Linked DNA regions of Drosophila melanogaster: all the other regions are linked to region 2. Evidence: chromatin contacts called from public Hi-C data. All regions are on one chromosome and are shown on one strand. The core of a region is the stretch at or near the end of the contact, and the rest is flanking DNA. Distances in the headings are between cores, read along the strand shown.

Region 1 (4,431 bases), core at 313-2,812, 8.2 Mb after region 2:
TAAGTATGTCAACATCGTAGGACATACCTGCCAGTCGCATGGTTAGCGTGGTCGATGTGAAGTACTTAAAGGCCAGGGCCAATCCTTCGGTGTCGAAGTTGACAGCAACATCCAGTGGGTCTCGCATAGAGGACCACACAAAATCGGCCATCGCGCGGGTTGCGGCAGATCGGAGGCTCTGATCCGACAGCTTGCACATGTACTGCAGTATCCGACTTCGCAGCGGCACGAAGAGCTGAGTATTACAGTGATAGTTCAGCCAAAGTTTCACATTTGAGACGGCAGCGGTCATCGAGTGAGCGGTGGACACTGGCAGATCGGGATGTTCGAAGCACAGCGACATGGCGCCAAAGCCGCCCGAGTTGCAGAACAGGCTCACATTCCGCAGCAGATAGATGGGCAGGTCGTTGTCGTGAAGATCGCAGATGAGGGCCAGGTGGTGGGCCTCCTCAGCCTGCAGGTCGTCCAGCCGAGAGTGCATGCCATGTTTGTGGGCGATGTACAGCGGGAAGTTGAGCAGGAACACCTTTGAAACGAGCACCAACAGTTTCTCCACCTCGGGCAGGATCCAGGGCTCCTCTGTGTACTGCAGGTGGGATTTGTGCTGAGGATTGGCCGTTTGCGGGGGAGGGGGAGTGCAGGGGCCAACTGGCGGCTTTTTGGCTGGCCCGTCGCCGGAGCCCTGAGCCTCCTCACCGGCGGACCCAGATGGCTCCTCCTTCTTAGGTTCTTCCGCTGGCGCGGATGATTCCTTTGCCTCTGCCTGGGCTGACGCTTCGTCCCGCTGCTGTTCACGCTGCTGCTGGGCCTGGGCCACCACCTGGGCAGCACTGGCCGTTAGCCGCTTGTAGTTGTCGATGAGGTGGTCGATGTGCTTCAGATGCTGCACCGTCAGACAGATGAGCGACTGCACTACCAGGTTGAAACGGTCATAGTTCTTGGTGTCCCGGTACAGGCACATGCACTGACGCTGCGGCCACGACTGGATGTAGTTGAAGGTGGTCTCGATCTCGCTCTTCAGCAGCAGCTGGAACTTCAGATCCGAGCTGGCCACGCGCACCTCATCTGCAAAAGGAATTCGGAATACTATGTGTAAGCAGGGGGCAGGGGCTCCGGTGTTCGTCTTCATTCTATTTTTTTTTCGCAGTGCACTTTTCACTTACAGAGCTCCAGGAGATTCTGGAAGTCGGCGCACACCTCGCACATGGTGCTCCACTAGCTGCACACCGAATCGGTAGCTTCCAGGGGTTAGGGCCGCCTTGCCAGCGGCGACGACTCCTGGCCGTCTATGGAGAGTAGTCGGAGTCTGGGATACGCTGGCGGAGTCACGGTCTGAGTTGCGGGCACTTGCTCTTCTTGCTATTCGTTGGTCGCTCGGCTCGCTCCCGGCGGTCGTGCAATGCCATTTAGGATGGCGCCCTCGCCTCTCAACACGGAACACTGTTTTTCGGCAACAAAAAAATGATAATTCTACACTCGGACATATATATATGGTAGGGATATATATATATACAATTACAATCGAAGCAAGAGCCAGAGTTGGAGCGAAGAGGCAGGGGCAGGGTTGTCAGGCTGTGTGCTCTAAATGTTGTCGTCTATCGTTTATCGCTCTTTGGCGACGTTCTGGTATTTGCAAACGCACCATGTGTTTGCCCGCCAACGGTCACTCTGGCCAGCCACCGAATTTCTTGCGGGCCGCTAATATTTGTTTACATGCTAATTGTTGACTGAAAACCTTTATCACTGCAATGGAGGACAGCCAAATGGACACAAGCTCGCCGACAGAGTCCAGCTCCGAGGTGAACTTCACTGCGGAGGAGGATAAATCGCAGGAAACGCGTTCCGCAGCCGGCGTTTGTTACTGGTGAGCTCTTTGTATGGGTTTTTTGCTTGGCCGGCTCCCTTCTATTGACATTGTTTTTAGCGGCAAGGAGCGCAATCTCAATATTGTGGAGCTGCTGTGTGCCACCTGTTCACGCTGGGTGCACGAGACCTGCGTTTCCTACCAGCTTGGTAAGGGTAAACTTCTGCCCTTCATCACCAACTATGTGTTCGTCTGTAAAAATTGCTCTGCCAGCGGATTGGAGAGCTTTCGCAAGAGCCAGGCTAGTAAGTGCAAAGAAGCCCCGCACATTTATCCCTCTTGATAATAACAATATCCACTTCCAGCCATATCCCAGATGTGCCACTGTGCCATTGCCAACATGCAGCAGGCGGCTTCCAGGGACGGACGTCGCCAGATTCAGTTTAGCAAGGACAAGGAGATCATACCGTACATCGAACAGTACTGGGAGGCCATGACCACCATGCCACGCAGACTCACCCAGTCCTGGTACAGCACCGTCCAGCGATCTTTGGTCAAGGATGTGCAGACCCTGTTCACCTACGAGGAGCATGCGGAACATGGCGCCATGTACGGACTATTCCATCAGGATCTGCGAATCATCAAGCCCAACTACGAGAGCATGAGCAAGAGCGGCGCCCTGCGACTCACCGACGATGGATATACTCAAGGTGAGTGTAAATAAGATGATAGACATTTAAATCGATTTGAAGTCTATAATTTGAATGCTAAAAACTTGACCCCATGTGTTATCGAACGCTCAGTGGTAGAAAGCTAAATGAATTATCTTTTGGCGGCCAAATTGGCAACACTGTTCGACCAGCTGATTTTGGCACAGTGGTTTTTGTGTCGCCTATTCCGCTGCCTATTCGCTCCCCCTATTTATCGCCGCTTCCTTTCGCACGCTCTTTCGCAAGTGTTTGCCAGAGTAAAGTAACAACAACAACTAACAAAATCGCAATGCGGATCGTAGTTTCAGATTTGCACACACACAGAGAAAGAGAGAGAGAGAGAGAGAGCCCCACGTAGTCAGATTGTGGGCGGGGCGAAGTGGGGTGGGGTGGGGCTGGCAGAGGCGCGCTCAACTTGGCTCATTCATTACAAACAAATAGTTACGCTTGGAACACTTCGCCAGTGTCTCAGTGTGCGTGTGTGTGGTGCTCTTTCGGGGGAATTGATTGCGATTTGATTTTGAGCACTACGCAATTGCAAGGCCCCCGCTCCTTCAGTTCCATTGTGACCGGGTCCTGCTTCTGCTCCTGCTCATTCTCCCTCCGCGATGGCGTCATCTTTTACGGACGAGGAGTGTAAGCCCGGAAACAGCACCGACCCGAACTTTGCCCATTCATCTACATATGTCCCAGCAATCAATTTCCTTGGTGAACGAATTTCCTTGGGGATAGCTCCTTCTGGAAGCATTGCAGATACGCCCCAAGATCTACTCCACTATTACTATCACGCATTAGCTGTTTTTATATTTCCACAATACATGTCTATTATTGGATTTGTAACTAATGATTGATCCACATGCTTCCAGCTTCCCTCTCCAAAAACAATCGACAGAAAAGGAAATTTCCCGGCACGGATTCGGGTCCCACGGGCAAGAAGGGTCGGCCCAGTTCCGATATTACGGCCAATGTAAAGTTGCCACCGCATGGCTATCCATTGGAACACCCCTTCAACAAGGATGGCTATCGTTATATACTCGCCGAACCGGATCCACATGCTCCATTTCGTCAGGAGTTCGACGAGAGCTCCGATTGGGCTGGCAAACCTATCCCCGGCTGGCTCTACCGCATCCTGGTGCCACATTCTGTGCTCCTGGCGCTGCATGATCGGGCACCACAGCTGAAAATAAGCGAGGATCGGTTGGCGGTGACGGGCGAACGTGGTTACTGCATGGTCCGAGCCACACACTGTAACGTTATATATAGATATATATAGTTCCCTGAAGAAATCATAGTTATATTGATTATCTTTTCCCAGCTGTGAACCGGGGATGCTGGTACTTTGAGGTCACCATCGAAGAGATGCCCGACGGAGCTGCCACGCGACTTGGCTGGGGCCGGGAGTACGGCAACTTGCAGGCTCCATTGGGATACGACAAGTTCGGTTACTCCTGGAGATCTCGCAAGGGCACCAAGTTTACCGAGAGCCATGGCAAACACTACAGTGATGCCTATGTGGAGGGCGATACATTGGGATTCCTCATAGAGCTGCCAGAGGAGGCGTCGCTCGACTATCTGCCCAACACATTCAAAGATCGGGTGGGTTTAGATTCTTGTTTTACTCTTTTCTAATCGAACAATACCGATCTTTTGTATTGTAAAATGATATAGGTCATCTTGATAATTAGCCTATATAATACCACGCCGCTGAATTTGCATATAATTGCATCTTTACAAATCAACCCTCCCTAATTAGCAATCTTGTTCAAAATCTATTCATTCTACAACAGCCCCTGGTCAAGTTCAAGTCTCATCTGTACTACGAGGATAAGGACAAGATCACAGAAACCCTGAAAAATCTGCACATCCTGCAGGGCAGCCGCATCGAGTTCTTTAAGAACGGTCAATCGCAGGGTGTGG
Region 2 (4,603 bases), core at 954-3,453:
CAGTATAGTGAACGTGCGGCTCAGCTCGTCCTTTGAATCGTCCGGTTCTTCCGGAGTGGAGCTCTTGATCTGGGACACATCGATTTTTTTTTGACATGGAGATGACGGTTTAGATGATCCAGGCTTAGGGGAGCCACTTTTCGGCGAGTTAAGCGAACGACGTGCCTTGGCTACGAGCTTGTTGCTCTTGTCAACGCCGGGACTACGCTTGGCAGCCGCAAACGATTTTCTGAGCTGGGAGACCTTGTTCTCTCTGGGAGACTCCATTAGGGATATACGCTTGCGTGGCGAGGTCTTGGGTGCGTTTCCTCTCGTATGTCCTTCTCGCTGGACTGGCGTACGACGATGTGGATGGAATGGCAAACGCCGAGGCGTAGTCAGGCAGTGGCGACGAGCCTCCAGAAGAGATGTCCGCTTGGGGGTGGCTATGGGGGTGGTCTTATCTGGTTGGTTGGAGGCGATCTGCTTTTTAATGCTGGTAAGCAACGCTCGTTTCATCAGTGACTGGGGCGTTCTATTGGGTGTGGTGATTCCAGCCGGACGCTTAGGAGTTTTATACCGTTGCGAAGGGCTTGCTGATGGCGGGGTGTCAGAGTTAGTTATGTCTATGACTAATGGGGATGCATCTGATGATTCGTCGGTGCTGTCTACACTGATAGGCGTCTGTTTGGGTGTGAGCTTGAATCCAAGCGTCTGTTTGGGTGTTTGTCGTAGCTTTGATGGGGTGGTCAGGTCGATCAGGAACATGGACGAATCCCGCTTGGTTTTTTTTGAGGTGGATGGCGTGCTAAAGTCCATTAGATCTCGGCTGCAGCTGTCTTCGTTTAGTTCAGAGAGCACATTGCCCTTGGGGGTGCTGTATACGCTCTTGGGCGTGGAAACAGCCAAAGACGTCGTGGTGTAGCCAGGTTTTCGAACACATGAAAAGGATTTCTCGATCTTCACGCCAGTCTCGCGCGGCGAATAAGAGGTAATAACCACGTCGGAGATGGCGCACAGCCTTAGTAGCTTTTGGTGGCTACCTGGTGGCGTTGCGGTATTCTCCTTATTCTGCGTAGCCTCCAGAAGATTTACTTTGGGGGACTCGTAAGCTGTCTCCTCTGTGCTGCGCTGAATTGATTCATTCAGTGAGACATCCTCCAAGTGAGACTCACTCTGATCACGAGACTCTATAGAAGTATTTCCTTCGTCGTCCGAATTGATGCTGTAGTGAAAACTGAAAAGGTATAAGCAGAGATAAGGTTTTATGAGGACTATTAACAGGCAGACAACACATGCTTGCAGTAGGGACTTTTTCCTATTGTTGTTGCCCAAAGACATTTTAGGGGTTGGCCAGGTAGTCGGTTAGGGGTCTGCCTGCTGTTTTCACTTACTTGTGAACTGTCAGGCGTTTTTCGGCTTGTAGACGATGCGATTGCTAAATCAAATAAAAATGGGGAAATTGTAGGACTTGGAATACTGTACTATCTGGAACAGATGGCGGCTATTACCTTCAATGAAGGGCAGGAGTTTGAGGCCTGTTCGTTGGGCAATAGGCGTTCTGGGGTGCATGGGGCATCCTGCACCTCGGAGGTCTTGGGGAACTCCCACGTGTAGACCTTGTCTCGAATGGTAATCTTGCCACCGTGTAGCAAAGGACGCTTGCCTGCAGCGTGGATGGCCACGTCGTTGAGATGAATGGGGTCTCCGCTGGACTTGTTGTATATGATGACCTAAGGGCGGAAGAAGCAGTATGTTAGGGCGGTTAAGGGGGATTCCTGCCATCCAGACTCACCCTGCCGAAGGCATCGCAGTTTATTTCGCAAATTAGACGCTCCTCCTCTGGCCCCTCCAGGATGAGGTCGCAATTGTAGTAGGAGCCCACCTGGAAGGTGCGCCCTTTGGCTGCCAGAACCACGGTTTTACCATTTTCGTCTTCGTAGCGCAACCTACCGCCATCCAGCGACATTTTCCAAGCGGCGTCGCAAATGCGGCTTGGGTGCGGGGAAAACGAATACCGAAGCGAGCACTTTGAAAAGCCGCAAAGCTATTGGGAATAATACGGTAAATGCACGTACACAAAACACCCACAAACTATTCACTGATTTCTTTCACACTTTTCCACCAGACACTGTTTTTACGGCCCACATCACGAGCTTGCCAAAGTTAATTGTAGCGAAAACTCTGTGCAGGAATTTTTTTGCAATGGACGCGCAAGCCCTGCCAACCTGCTTTTAATGCGCCGGCTTATGCGTTACATTTAAAATTCGGGGTGCAGGAACTGACAACTTACTTGAATTAAAAGTGGTTTATATTATGTGATTATTAATAATGGTTAATCTCAAGAAGTGAAAAGAAAGATACAGATTACAGATACTGCGATGAATCATTTTGTCACTATGAAATAAGGTTTTAAGTTTTTTTTAGTCAAAAATGCTGCAAATTAGAGTGCGTATCGTAAACAGAAAAATTAAATTAAAAAACTTTCCTTGGTAAAAAATTAACGATTAAAAATACATTTTATTTATTAAACAAATAAATTGTTAATATAGATAAATTTTAAATTTTTTAATCAATATTTTAATTTCTTAACTTATAATAATCGATTTATAAAAAATATCGATTGTACCTTCATGAAATTGATTGTACAGATGGTACCGACAAGTTCATCTCTAGAATTGAGCCGGAAAACAAAAACTTGCAACAAAAGACTACAATTTTCGGCATAAGTACAATCACAATGGACTCCGACGCCGCACAAAAGACCTGGGAGCTGGAGAACAACATCCAGACGTTGCCCAGTTGTGACGAGATCTTTCGCTACGACGCCGAACAGCAGCGGCAGATCATCGATGCGAAGCCCTGGGAGAAAGATCCCCACTTCTTTAAGGACATTAAGATCTCGGCTCTGGCGCTCCTAAAGATGGTGATGCACGCTCGCTCTGGCGGTACTTTGGAGGTGATGGGTCTAATGCTTGGCAAGGTAGAGGACAACACAATGGTGAGTTATTGAATGTAAAAAAGGTCCTCAATTTATAAGTCATTCCCGTGCAGATTGTCATGGATGCATTTGCACTGCCAGTGGAGGGCACTGAAACCCGCGTCAATGCCCAGGCACAAGCGTACGAGTACATGACCGCCTACATGGAAGCGGCCAAAGAGGTGGGACGCATGGAACACGCCGTGGGCTGGTATCACAGCCATCCCGGTTACGGTTGCTGGTTGTCCGGCATCGATGTGTCCACCCAGATGCTCAACCAGACATACCAGGAGCCATTCGTGGCCATTGTGGTTGATCCGGTGCGCACTGTTTCCGCTGGCAAGGTGTGTCTGGGTGCATTCCGCACGTATCCAAAAGGTTATAAGCCACCAAACGAGGAGCCCTCGGAGTATCAGACCATCCCGCTGAATAAGATCGAAGACTTTGGAGTCCACTGCAAGCAGTACTATCCCTTGGAAATTAGCTACTTCAAGTCTGCTCTGGACCGCAGGCTCCTCGACTCTCTGTGGAACAAATACTGGGTAAACACACTGGGCAGCTCGGGTCTGCTCACCAACACAGAGTACACCACCGGTCAGATCATGGATCTCTCCGAGAAGCTGGAGCAGAGTGAGAACTTTTTAGGTCGCGGTACATAATGGGTCGATTTAGGAATTGTGCAAATAATTTACCCGCTTTATTATCCACAGGAACCGATGTCAATGAGAAGCGTTCGGAGGATAAGCTGTCCAAGGCCACCCGAGACTGCAGCCGCTCCACCATTGAACTGATACACGGCTTGATGGCTCAGATTGTTAAGGACAAACTTTTCAACAAGGTCGGACTGGGCAAATAGTTCAACACTAAAATTCGCAATGAATTTTAAAATGCATTGTGAATTTTCTTTTCATTTCCCTGGGAAATATTTAAGTAAGTCAAGCTTATCCAAAAGAAAAAGGAAATTATAAAACCGCCTCATAGGCTGATGAAAAAAATCTCAAACGCTTTTACTTTTAAAATGGGTTCTTTTTTGTAGAGAAACTGTTTTCGTTATTTATGTATTAGACGACGGAAGGCATAGTAAAAGTTGAAACTTTTATTCGCCTGGACGAAAAACAGCCGATCCACCATTTATTATATTCTTTCAGATAAACAAACCTTTTTATTGTTAAATAAAAAACGCTTCTGCATTTGACATTTATAGAATATAAAATAATTGGACATGGCGATAAAACATTGTCGAAAATGTGATGCTTGGGTAAATCAATTGGTCTAGAATTATGTAACCCGAGCCGGTCTCAAAGCAACAACTGAAGCCCACCGACTGAAACATTCCCTAATTGCTTCGGGATTTTTAAAGTAAATATTACACAGCCTGGTTAGCTATACAAGCCAAGCCGCGAATGCGTCCCTCTCATCAATCAAATGGTTTCATTATTTTCATCGTTTGGTTTATTTTACAACTTGTATTCCCCGATTGCGTGTTTGCCGATGGGCTCTAGGGTTTCCCTGACAGACCCGTAGTCTACTGTCTGCTCCTGGGAGCGAGAGCTACAAGTGAGATGTCAACGCCCTTCCAGCACGTGGCCCAATCAATTTGAAGGGACAGGAAGGGGGCCGCTTGCGAAGGGCGCTAATTAAATA
Region 3 (4,348 bases), core at 1,544-4,043, 6.1 Mb before region 2:
TCCAAACTAACCGTTGACCATCGGAGAAGAAGACTTCATCAGTTGGCCTCCACCGCTTGAGACGCTGCCGCTATCATTGCTGACGCTCGTTGAGCTCTCACTGTTGCGGTCCACTTCCACGATGTTAAGCACTACCATGCGCAAGGCCAATTCTCCGCTGCTCTGGCGCACGCTGACTCCCAGAACAATTTTGGATCCAACAACGCCGGCCCGAAGCGTGGACGTGGAGGTGATATGCTGGGCATTCACACTGCCAAACTTTCCACCAGATACAGCATTCAATCCCGAGTTGCATCCCGCTCCATTGCTGCTTCCTGAGCCGCCATAATTAGCCGCCGAGTACACATAATTCACCTTGGTGCGAGCTCGTGCATTCGGTAGCACACATATGGCAGTAACGCGTGCCCACTCGAAGCTCTCCTCGAAAATGTAGTTAAGCAGTGTCGGAACATGAAAGGTGTGCATCAGCTTCAGATGGCGTTCAATGCTCCACACGCTCAACTCTCCCGTTTGCGAGCAACTGGTGCAGAGCACGTTCGCGTAATCACTGTTTGAAATGATATCGAACCCAAGTCCTGGTGCTGGCAATGCGGGATTAGTGGCGTAGGTTATGGACAGCGGGACGTTCTGTGTATATTCGCCCTTGACAAATGGACACAGTGGTGAGTGCCTCTCATGCTCGCTCCACGGCTCATCCGTCTTCTCCCAGCACACAAGACACACGCTGCAGGTGAAGCACATGGCGCGATCCTCTCCAGATGAAGATGGCTGATGGTAAAAACCGGCCTGAGCCATCTGATCGGGCAGAGCCCATTTGTAGTCCATATGGGGCCACTTCTCAAACGTCTGGCGTCGCACTGCCTCCGAATGCATAAGTACGCGCTGAAAATTGCTAAAGTTCCAGCCAAAATCTGGCACGCGGGAGCCCATCATCATGTCGGTCAGACGCTCATTAATGGCGGAAGCGATGGCCAGCACGGGAATGTGGCGCTCCAGCCGCTTCAGTAGGATAACCATATTATTGGATACTAGCTTTAGGCTAGAATAGGGTACCTCCAGACATATGGTATTCCACTGAAACGAGGAAATCTGTTAGTATGAAAAATTCGAAGTATTAGGAAAACTAAATACCCTCTGGGCCTTAATGCCCTTCTTGGCTTTCAGCTGCGCCTGGTTTATCTTTTGCGTCAGCTCGTTGCTAATGTCACAGGGGCACTCCAAGCCCTCACTTTCCAGTTCGGTTATGCAGTTCTGAAAGATGATCGCTTCGGACAGGATGATCTCCAGCTTGATGTAGTCGTCGTTTTGGCCAATTGGAGCCTGTAGAATGGTGTCCAGCAACAGCACGCCATTATAATCGCCTCGCAATCCGAGATTGTGACCATCCCAGAACAAGATCTTGTCTTGCAGAGGCATATATCGACCATGCACAATGCTGTCGCCTGAAGAGGGAAAGCCCGGACGAAAGAAAACATTAGAAAGGGAATGTGACTTATTCTTGCCGATTTCATCATAAGTTTGTTTCCTAAGCCTATAGATAACGGGACTATATCCGTGAAATTGAAGACCGAAACTTTTCCGAAAATCGTTTCCGTGGCACAAGTTCATGGGCAGCGGGGGCGAATGGGGCCATTAAACAGAACAACTGCGTAATAGAAGAAAAACAAAAACAAAATGCGTGCTGCTAGCGGCTAATCGCAAGCAATAACAAACGCACTGCGATAGGACAGTACATAAGATTTCAGCTTCCATGTCGAACCCCATGGATTGGATCAAATTATAAGTCTCCATTTAAGGATTTCCCAGAGCTTTTGTTAAAAATTGATGACAAACGCATACACAAAAAACTGCCAGAACACACAGCCTCACATACAAACAAGCCGACAAGTGCAAGGCAATTACGTACAGAAATGCAATACAGTAAGCCATAGCTGTGACGACTGCAAAACTACTATGAGGGCCTAGCAGGCAAACAATTGGAATTTGTTTTTACTAAATTCGCAACTAGACCGGTAGAAATGCTAATGGAAAATAATGCAATAATACCGTTTTAGTGTCTGCGAATACATTAGCATTTTCAATGGAACTCTTAAATCAAATTTAAATTGAAAATTTCAATAATAGATAAAAATTTAATATTGTATTTTTTAAATTTGTTAATGTTTCTGTTTAAGACCAAAATGTTTAGCAACAATTTGAAATCTGTGTTACATCGTTCTTCTATAGATATGATTCAGACAATTCAGATATTCGATGAACCAGAAGACTATTGATATATTGCTATTTTTTGCTGTGTGGGTTCTAATTCGCAGTTTTCCACTGTATTGACATTTGCGTGCGCCAGTGTGAGTGAGTGTGTCCCATTCGTGTGTGCATAGGTGTGATTTTTTTTTCCTCGGAAATCTTACCATTGCTACTGAGGTGATAGGTCTGCAGAATCACTCCTGAATTGGCGTCCAGGACCTTGACCGTGCTTCCGTTGTCAAAAAGCAAAAGGACATTTAATTGCGGATGGTAGACGACGTTGCGCATCTCGAATGGTCGAGATGGAGCGCTATTACAGTCGCCCAAATCCAAGTAGCCATCTTGCTTGAGGACGCGCTGCTGGTGATGCTGCTCCGTGGCCATTCCGGAGGTGCGCCGCGGCAATTTGTGTGCTCCTGCTTCTGGTTGGGATACTCTGTAGGGGTTTTTTTCGCAATTCAATTCGGAAAATAATTGCTGCGAAACAGAGCTCTGTGCTTCTTCTTCTTCTTCGTTTTGCCCCTTCTTCTTCTACCTTCTGACAGATGTGTTTGCCATTCGATTGCTAGCAATCGCCTGTGAATGCCAAAAATTAATCGAGTGCCCAGGGGGCGCGCGAGTGTAAGTGGGTGTGGCCACGTCAAGTCAGCAAAGTAAACACATTTAAAAAATAAATAAAATAGTCCACTTTTCAAGCTAGAGAGCAACAAATTCGGCCTACTGCGCTTAGGGCATTCGATAATTCAGAGCCATTCGATAGACAGAGATGCCTATCGAGTAATCGATTACAGGAATGTCAACAAAGTGGAAATAAAATGAATATTTTACCAAAAAAACGGTAAGTTTTATACTGATTCTAAAGATACCTCTCATCAATTCACGTGTATTTCTTAGCTGGCATGTGCGTACCAAGGAGAACATTGCCCGCGTGCGCCGGGATCAAGCGGCTGCCGCAGCAGAAGAAAAAGTCCGGCAGGAGAAATTGGAATTTGCTGTGGGTATTGCCCAAATATCGTCAATTTAACATAGTAATGTGTACTTTTATCAAATAGGAAAGCGAGGCACGAATCAACTTCCTGCGCCGCCAATCGGGCTTGCCGGAGAAGGCCTCCAAGGAATCTCGAGAGGAGTCGCAATGCAGTACTGAAACAACCAAAGGGGTGGATCTCTTTGCCGACTACAAGGCGAGAGTGAAGACCACTAACAAAGACTTGGAAAAGGAGCAAAAGGAGGAGCAGGAGAAGTATGAGAAGCAGATCGGCTACCTCACCTACTTGGGCCAGGACACCAATGAAGCTTTGAAAGTGCGCAGCTGGTACGAGTTAGCCCCCAAAAGACCAGAAGTTGGGGATCCCACAGCTACTGAAACTCATCATAAGCAAAAGCTAGCCCACGATCCTCTGACCCTAATTAATGCTTTGTTGCCGCCAGAAAAAAAGGATCCCAAAAAGGCCACAAAAAGAATTCGCGAAAGGACACCCGCGCCTTCTCAGGAACCTTCAATACCCCACAAGGACAAGAAATCCAAGAAAGATAAGAAGAAGCACAAGAGCAAAAATGGTTCAAGGGAGACCCTTTTGGCCGAGGAACGCATAAAACGAGAAAAGCTCGAGACGCTAAGAAGGGAGCGCATGCGACGGGAAACAGCGGAACGCCAGCGTTCCGAGGCTCTGTTCGCACCCAAGGAGCTGCCGGTGGCTGCCAGTGCCGAATCCACGCCGGCTTCGACGCCTAAGGTTGTCCAAAAGTACAACAGTCAGTTTAATCCGGAGTTAGCAAAGCAAAATATGCTCTAGCCATTAATTATGTTTTCAACTTAATGTTAACAGCCTGATTATGAATATAATCACTAAGCAAATAAATAGAAATTACACTTTATTATTGAATTGTCTAAAAAAATACTCTTTGTTTAAATATAAAAATGATTATCGTCAAATATTTGTACTTTTATAAATACATACATATGTATAAACACATCGCTTTAATATCCAGTTATTCAACCGTTACAAGAAGTCTTGGCGGTTTGGTCATGGTTTAAATTTAGATTTCGCGATAATTCCGCTTAAATGATATCGGCTACTTTATCGGTGCCGAAACAGGCCAA

The links. A called contact is a pair of places that touch in the nucleus more often than the background predicts.
Region 1: a Hi-C map of the Kc167 cell line shows a contact between it and region 2, with 4 times the contacts expected there. A contact is called at or near these places in 12 of 107 Hi-C or Micro-C datasets (the D17-c3 cell line, the Kc167 cell line, the ML-DmBG3-c2 cell line and 5 more).
Region 3: a contact with region 2 is called in a Hi-C map of the Kc167 cell line, with 3 times the contacts expected there. A contact is called at or near these places in 9 of 107 Hi-C or Micro-C datasets (the D17-c3 cell line, the Kc167 cell line, the S2 cell line and 4 more).

Annotation. Positions count from the first base shown.
Region 1 is chr3R:24,648,481-24,652,911 of dm6, forward strand. puf (puffyeye) reads right to left here and starts at 1,563. Exons shown (of 20, transcript NM_170158.3): 1 at 1,164-1,563; 2 at 28-1,065. The coding sequence starts at 1,206. ash2 (absent, small, or homeotic discs 2) reads left to right here and starts at 1,645. Exons shown (of 7, transcript NM_176558.3): 1 at 1,645-1,864; 2 at 1,925-2,109; 3 at 2,170-2,514; 4 at 3,381-3,761; 5 at 3,830-4,110; 6 at 4,302-4,431. The coding sequence starts at 1,749.
Region 2 is chr3R:16,467,460-16,472,062 of dm6, forward strand. CG42232 reads right to left here and starts at 2,204. Exons shown (of 7, transcript NM_001144588.2): 1 at 1,775-2,204; 2 at 1,491-1,712; 3 at 1,374-1,417; 4 at 1-1,216. The coding sequence starts at 1,948. CSN5 (COP9 signalosome subunit 5) reads left to right here and starts at 2,640. Exons shown (of 3, transcript NM_058094.5): 1 at 2,640-2,980; 2 at 3,034-3,610; 3 at 3,670-3,947. The coding sequence starts at 2,720. The coding sequence ends at 3,815.
Region 3 is chr3R:10,328,560-10,332,907 of dm6, forward strand. It overlaps Bruce (BIR repeat containing ubiquitin-conjugating enzyme), which reads right to left and starts at 2,794. Exons shown (of 32, transcript NM_141738.5): 1 at 2,409-2,794; 2 at 1,132-1,442; 3 at 12-1,074. The coding sequence starts at 2,628. CG12818 reads left to right here and starts at 3,022. Exons shown (of 3, transcript NM_141739.2): 1 at 3,022-3,082; 2 at 3,139-3,238; 3 at 3,297-4,136. The coding sequence starts at 3,060. The coding sequence ends at 4,040.